Regions from separate parts of the Mus musculus genome. Here region 1 is linked to region 2. Evidence: chromatin contacts called from public capture Hi-C data. All regions are on one chromosome and are shown on one strand. Each heading gives the region's core, a stretch centred on a gene start, on an enhancer-like site or on the middle of the called end of the contact. The rest is flanking DNA. Distances are from core to core; before and after follow the strand shown.

Region 1 (2,988 bases), core at 369-2,868, 1.5 Mb before region 2:
CAGGGAAAACATTTAAAAACGTGTATCTAACAACCGTCCAAATCCCAAATATTTCAAGAACTCTATAAACTGCTAAGAGACACACAGTTGGGGAGTAGACCTGAATAGTCATTTCACAGAGAGGATATTCAAATGACCAACAGACCAAAAGATGCTCGGTTTACCGGGCCTCAGAAAAATGCAAATTGAAACCTCCGGGCTTCAAAGCTGTGTAGTCAGCAGAACGGCTACAGAGAGAAGGCCGCTGGCTGGAGCGTGATGGGGACATGGAAGAATGGGAGCACACAGAATGTGCTGCTGGGAGTGACTGCCGTAACTTCTGTGCTTGCTTGCTTTGTTTTGAGATAGGGTTTGATAGCCCAGGCTGGCCCTGAACTTACCTCTTCTCACCTCCACCAGCGTGCTGGGATCACAGGTGTCTGCTGTGATAGCCAGCAAGCACAGTTTTTATTTTTAGCTTAGAAAATGTTCGTTTCTGTGCATGGATGTTTTGCCTGTGTGTGTGTGTGTGTGTCTATATATCACTTTCATGCCATGTGCCTGTAGAGGCCAGAGAGGGCATTGGGTCATCCGGAACCAGAGTTTGTGACAGAGATGTTTGTGAGCCACTATGTGGGTGAGGAGATTCAACTAGGGTCCTCTGAAACAGCAGCCAGTGCTCTTAACCACCGAGCCTCTGCTCTGGCCCCAAACACAACTGTTTTAGAAAGCTACTGCACACTATCAAACTGAGCAAAGGTACAAAAGTCACACAAACTCAAAACAGGCCAAAGCTGAAAACAACCATGTTCAGTAAATCGGATGACCAGTCCACAGTCCACCTTTTCGACATGATGTTATACATCAAGCAGCATATGTACGTACATAGACTTACTGTTCTGGATGCAGGTTACACAAGAAAGCCTGTGAAAAGTGGCTTGGTAGGACTCGGGATCTGTGTTTCGGTATGCTGGTTGATATTGTTTCTTAAAGTCTGAAAACAAAGCAAGGCTTCCTCTGAGTCATTCCTGGGTAGGTCTGTCCGATGGAGAACTCCCTACTTCCTTCTCTAGTTGCGCTTCTCGGGTTTCTGGTTTACCTGCCAGCCAGTGTCTGACCTAAGGACCGAACTGTTCCTACTCCCCTAGTCCCTCTGGTACTTGGCACTGTAGTAATCCCTGGTGGATGCCCGTTAAATGACCGTGATAGCAACGCCCAGTGGGTTCTTAACTTTAAATAAAGTGACACTAATGCAGAACTTTGCCACAAAGTCAAGCCCAGAGGGGCCAGGTTATGACAGGGCAGAGACTTCAGGGAGCTAGGGAGAGCCACTTGATGTGGCCGGACTGCTTGAAGCCCAGCCGGACTAACAGCTCCATGCTGGCATCGGTGCCACAGAAAGGTGGCGGCTTTCGGGGGAGTGCTGGACCCCAGATTGGAAGGGGCGGATCAGGGGAGCGTTGTCCCGGGGAAAGGGCTGACTCGGCAGGGCCCGTCCGCCCACCGCCCCGCGTCCCCGCCGCCCGCTCACCTACGCGGCTCCACGCTGCGGGTTGCAGACTCGTCCGGGAAGTGCCCGCGCCCCGGCTCCCGGAAGCTCCTCGGCCACGGCCCTCCCGCCCGCACTAGCCACTCTCCTGCCCACACCCGCCGGCCGGACCCTAGGGGGCGCTCGCCAGTCCGCGTCGCTCAAGATTCCCAGCTGCCTGGTTACGACCCGAGGCTGAACCCAGACACCCGAGCTCCCTGAGGCTGCCGTGAAGCCCTGAGCCGCGGTTTGTCTTGTGTGAGGGCAAAGGGACGAGGAGAAAACTCCAGAAAGGGAGGTGCAGACCTTACCTTCTTTCGCACGGTTGGGGAAAATGAGACTTTCATCCCCTTAAGTAAGGTAGGTTAAGTGGACAAAGAAGCCGGCTAGCCCCTGGGAGGTCCGTTCTTTTACTGGGATATGGGTCCCATTAAGGTTGCTGCCCACAGGCTGGAATCAGTCTGGCCAAAAGTGCTGGCCTTCAGGGCAGGGATTTCCTAATGGCATTTCAACTGCATTTCCAAGGGTACCAAAATAACTGCAAAAAAAGGGTGGCTGGGCAAAGTGTTGGTAAGCCCTGATGAAATATTTAAGTCCTCTGCCTCCACTTCTTAGAGTTCCTGCTGTGAGCTTTGTGAAACGCCAAGGGAATATTGTTATTAAAACACCAACCTAAAACCAACTCACATGAAATACTGCAGGTGGCAGGAGTAGAATGGGCTGGTGTAAGGCCTTATTAGCCCACTCTTGATTTCTTTTTCTCTCCAGCCAAGCCAACCTGTAACTTGTTCAGAGGGAGGCAGTTGATGCCGTGGCGCTGTTCATGAATGATCTTTCTAGGTTTACTCATCAAAATTACATTCTCTGGATGCTGGTGTTGTGAGAGATGAATATTCATAAGAATTCCTGGAAAGCAATTGTGTCTGCAAAGGCTGACTTACTGATTAGAACTGCAGTGAGTTGGAGAGATAGGAATATTGCCTGTCCGGAGGCTCAGCTAGCTCTAAACCCCACGGATCGGCCAGCCATACCTTGAGCAGATCCCTAGCTGCCCAACCCGAAAGCTATCATCAGATAACACCTGAGTCCTACAGCAAAGGTCTCCCCAGCCCCAGTCTTGCTGTACTGCCTCTGCGATGTGCCCGACAATGTATTTTAAACTTGGCTTGATTTATGACTTTGTTCTGTAACAATTTAAAACGTTGTGAAGCTCCTTCCACACTGAAACATGCAGTTTAGGATAACCTAAATCTATATTCCTGGGACGTGGTCACTCAGGTATGGCTCAAGAATAAACCATTTCTTTTTTTTTTTTTTTTTTTTTTTAGCATATCTAAACCCTTTTTTTTTTAAAAGATTTTATTTATTTATTTATTTATTTATTTATTTATGTAAGCACACTGTCGCTGTCTTCAGACACTCCAGAAGAGGGAGTCAGATTTCGTTACGGATGGTTGTGAGCCACCATGTGGTTGCTGGGA
Region 2 (3,326 bases), core at 787-3,286:
TAATGCTCCAAGAAAGTCTTGGAAACTTGGAAACCTTGTGCTTGCAAGTTATCTAATAACTGACCATGCTTTGAAAGACAATAGCAAGTCTACAATACATCACATATACACATGATCTAGTAATACAACAGCATTACTTTACACTTATTAATCTCATGCATATATGCCTGAGCCAACTACTGAACACATCTTTAAGGTAAGAACCATTAATTCTATCATCAGATGAAGAAACAAAGGCACATAAAGCTTGCTCAAGAACACAAATACAGCCAGGCGTGGTGGCACATGCCTTTAATCCCAGCACTCGGGAGACAGAGGCAGGCGGATTTCTGAGTTCGAGGCCAGCCTGGTCTACAAAGTGAGCTCCAGGACAGCCAGGGCTATACAGAGAAACCCTGTCTCAAAAAACCAAAAAAAAAAAAAAAAGAACACAAATACAACCAGGATCAGCTGAGTGTGGAGATCTGAAATTAGGCAGGATGCCGCCAGGGTCTTTTCATTATCTCATTTAAAATTCTAAGACACATGATTTGTTAGGAAAACAATTCTTTTATAAAAGAAAATTTTATAAAAGTAAAATTAAAAAAAAAAAAGAAAGAAAAGAAATTGGACCGTCAAGCACAGGCTTGTCATACCTACCTGGGAGGCTACAGTGTACAAGTTCAAGGCCAACCTAGGCAATTTAACAAGATTTTGATCTGAACAAAAACAAATGTAAGAAGAAATTTGGTGTTTTACAGGCCTAGAAATGTAGCTCATGGCAGAGCATAAGCCCAGCATGAGTGATGCACTAGGTTCAATGTCTACCATCACAAAAGAGGAGGAACAGGTGTGGATGTGCTTCACTCACTCAGAGCCTTGATGTACAAATGCGAATATCCATGCTCTTTGCCACTTGAAATAAAGGACTTTTTTTAAAGTGTGTACTCAGACAACAGGTGGAAAACTAAAGCAAACAAACAGGTAATATTTAAATTAGGAAGACCATGGTAATGGCCAGGCAGGTTAAGCCTCTTGCTGTCAGGCCTAATGATCCCTCCAAACCTTCAACAGAACCAGCTCCTGCAAGTTGTCTTCTGACCTCCACAGGTGCACGCACCATAGCACGACAGACAGACAGACAGACAGACAGACACACACTGCAATAAAAAATTAAAATGAGGACTCAAACTTACTCTCCATAGGCACCTTCTCCCAAAGTTTGCACCAAATCCCAGTCTTCCACAAAAGGCACTGCCATGACTCCAAGCACAGCGACTGTAAAATGCAGGATCCCAGAAAATACTGGGGATGAGTGTAAACTCTCATCACCTGTAATGCCACTGAGCCATGTCTCCTGCTATGATTCCGCACGACTTTCTTTTCATCTTACATCTGAACCATATTTACCCACGTCATAATACTGAACTTGAACATTTTGTCCTGTTTATCACAAATCCTGTTTCCACGTTTGTCCTCCGTCCGCCTTTATGCAAAACTGAGCACTTGCTTGGCTCCAGGGTTGCAAGACAAGAGCTTTCGGGTGAATGATCCGGAAAGGGAGTTGCGGGCAGGTCAGGGTGCGGGGGTGGGGAGCAGCTGGGTGTAACTACGGTAATTACTGCCAGAGCAGCCCCTCCTCCCACCCGCTCACTTCCAATTCCCACCCCAACGGCACGTGTCCCCAGCACCGGGAGGGAACAGGGCGGGGCCAAGCCGCGGAGAGAAGCGGGAGGCAGGGACCCCTAGAGCCGGGAAAGCATGCGAACCCCGGAGCCTTACAATCGCTCTGGTCCCTTTATGCTGGAGAGCCACGGGCCACCCGCTCCAGCCCGGGCTCCGGGCGGCCCTCCCACCTCTCTGCTAGTCTGGACCACTCCCTCCCCGCGCCCGTCCACACTAAACAAGCCCTCTGGGTCCTTTGCTGGAGTTCTTTCCCACTGTTCAGGACGCCCTTCTCACCAAGCAGTCCTTTGCCAGCTGCCACAGGAATCCAAATGCACAGCTTTTCCCGCCAAAACCTGCTTGCGTCATGCTGTCGCAAAAGCGCACACCTCTGCCGTAAAGCGGGCCGGCGCGCGTTGTCCTATCCCAGGCTCTGCAGAGGAGCGACTTCAGTAGACCGACCGCGCAAGGACCCTTCCTTCTAATACTGGCTGAAATTCTGATGTGGCCGTAGTTAAGACACAAGCTGACCAGATTTGGTATTGACGACTGCTTTGGTGAGAACTGATCTCTGAGTCCGAATGAAATGGAAATGGCACGGGGCGTGTGCCACGCCTTACGTTGCTCCACAGAGGCACCGAAGCCTCCATCCAGACTGCGCCACCAGTTGGGCCAAGAACCCAGGTTCCCTGCCACTCAGAGCCTGCAAAGGCTGCACCGTTAAGTACGTAAACCGACCTGCTCTTGACCTCGGAGCCCCAGGGAGGAAGGCTCAAACTAAGCGACACAGAGTGCTCTGTAAACTCAATTGTGCCCCCCTTAGTATTCGAATTGAGAAGCTAGCAACTGCTGCTGGAATTCTGAAAAAAAAAAAAAAAAAAAACGAAGGAAAGCAAGTGTGGTGGTGCATGCTTGTAGACCTAGAACTTGGGAAGCGTAAGCAAGAAGATCTTGAGTTCAAGGCAATCCGAGTTATACAGGGTTAGTCTTACCAAAAAAAAAAAAAAAAAAACGAAGGGGAAAAAAAACCACATCGCCGCGGATGTGTGAGGGGAAAGTGCAGTGAGAGTCACCAATATTGCCTGAACAGGAGGCTCCAGAACCAGTTAAATCTTTTTTTTTTTTTTGGGGGGGGGGGGACACACGACTATTTGCCTGTACTAGCTTTCTTAAACAAGCACGGTGGCCCACCACACTATAGAGATAAAGCAGGAGATACCCAACCAAGATGCTCGCTTTCAAGAAAAAACAAACAGCAAAGTAGACTTAATGGTGACTCATCTATAACCTCAGTCTAGGGAGGTTGAGCCAGGGAAAGTGATTCAGGTTGGTCAGCCTGAGCCAAGGGTGTGTGAGTGTGTGTGATCTTATCTAAAAAAAAAAAAGGAGGTGGGTTGGGGAGCACAATCAATATTCCTTAACTAGGCTAGACTTATGGCATAATGGTAGAATGCCTGCCAAGCATACAAAAGTCTCATAATAGAGAAATGTCAATTCTAAGAAAAGGGACTTGGATACAAAAAATAAGGAAACAATGAAACCATGTGCTGGCTAGTCAAGTGCATTGCCTCTGAGCTACATCTCCAACTCCATGAAATCTAACCTGGAAATGTTTAAACTTAAACCATGTTATCAGTTTAGGGTTCGTGTAATTAAAAACAAGCTATTAGATTATTTCCATT

Evidence for each region. Capture Hi-C pulls out chosen DNA fragments and counts their contacts.
Region 1: a capture Hi-C map of embryonic stem cells shows a contact between it and region 2, with 6 times the contacts expected there. The contact joins the promoter of Tirap here to the promoter of Chek1 in region 2. A contact is called at or near these places in 2 of 39 promoter capture datasets (the C10 cell line and cranial neural crest), 1 of 484 Hi-C or Micro-C datasets (CD8 T cells), 7 of 115 datasets of contacts at active chromatin or transcription factors (embryonic stem cells, large pre-B cells, pancreatic cancer cells and 1 more) and 1 of 9 other capture datasets (embryonic stem cells).

The regions. Positions count from the first base shown.
Region 1 is chr9:35,198,347-35,201,334 of GRCm38.p6, forward strand. It overlaps Tirap (toll-interleukin 1 receptor (TIR) domain-containing adaptor protein), which reads right to left and starts at 1,619. Exons shown (of 7, transcript NM_054096.2): 1 at 1,511-1,619; 2 at 865-973.
Region 2 is chr9:36,724,622-36,727,947 of GRCm38.p6, forward strand. It overlaps Chek1 (checkpoint kinase 1), which reads right to left and starts at 2,037. Exons shown (of 13, transcript NM_007691.5): 1 at 1,942-2,037; 2 at 1,176-1,257. The coding sequence starts at 1,240.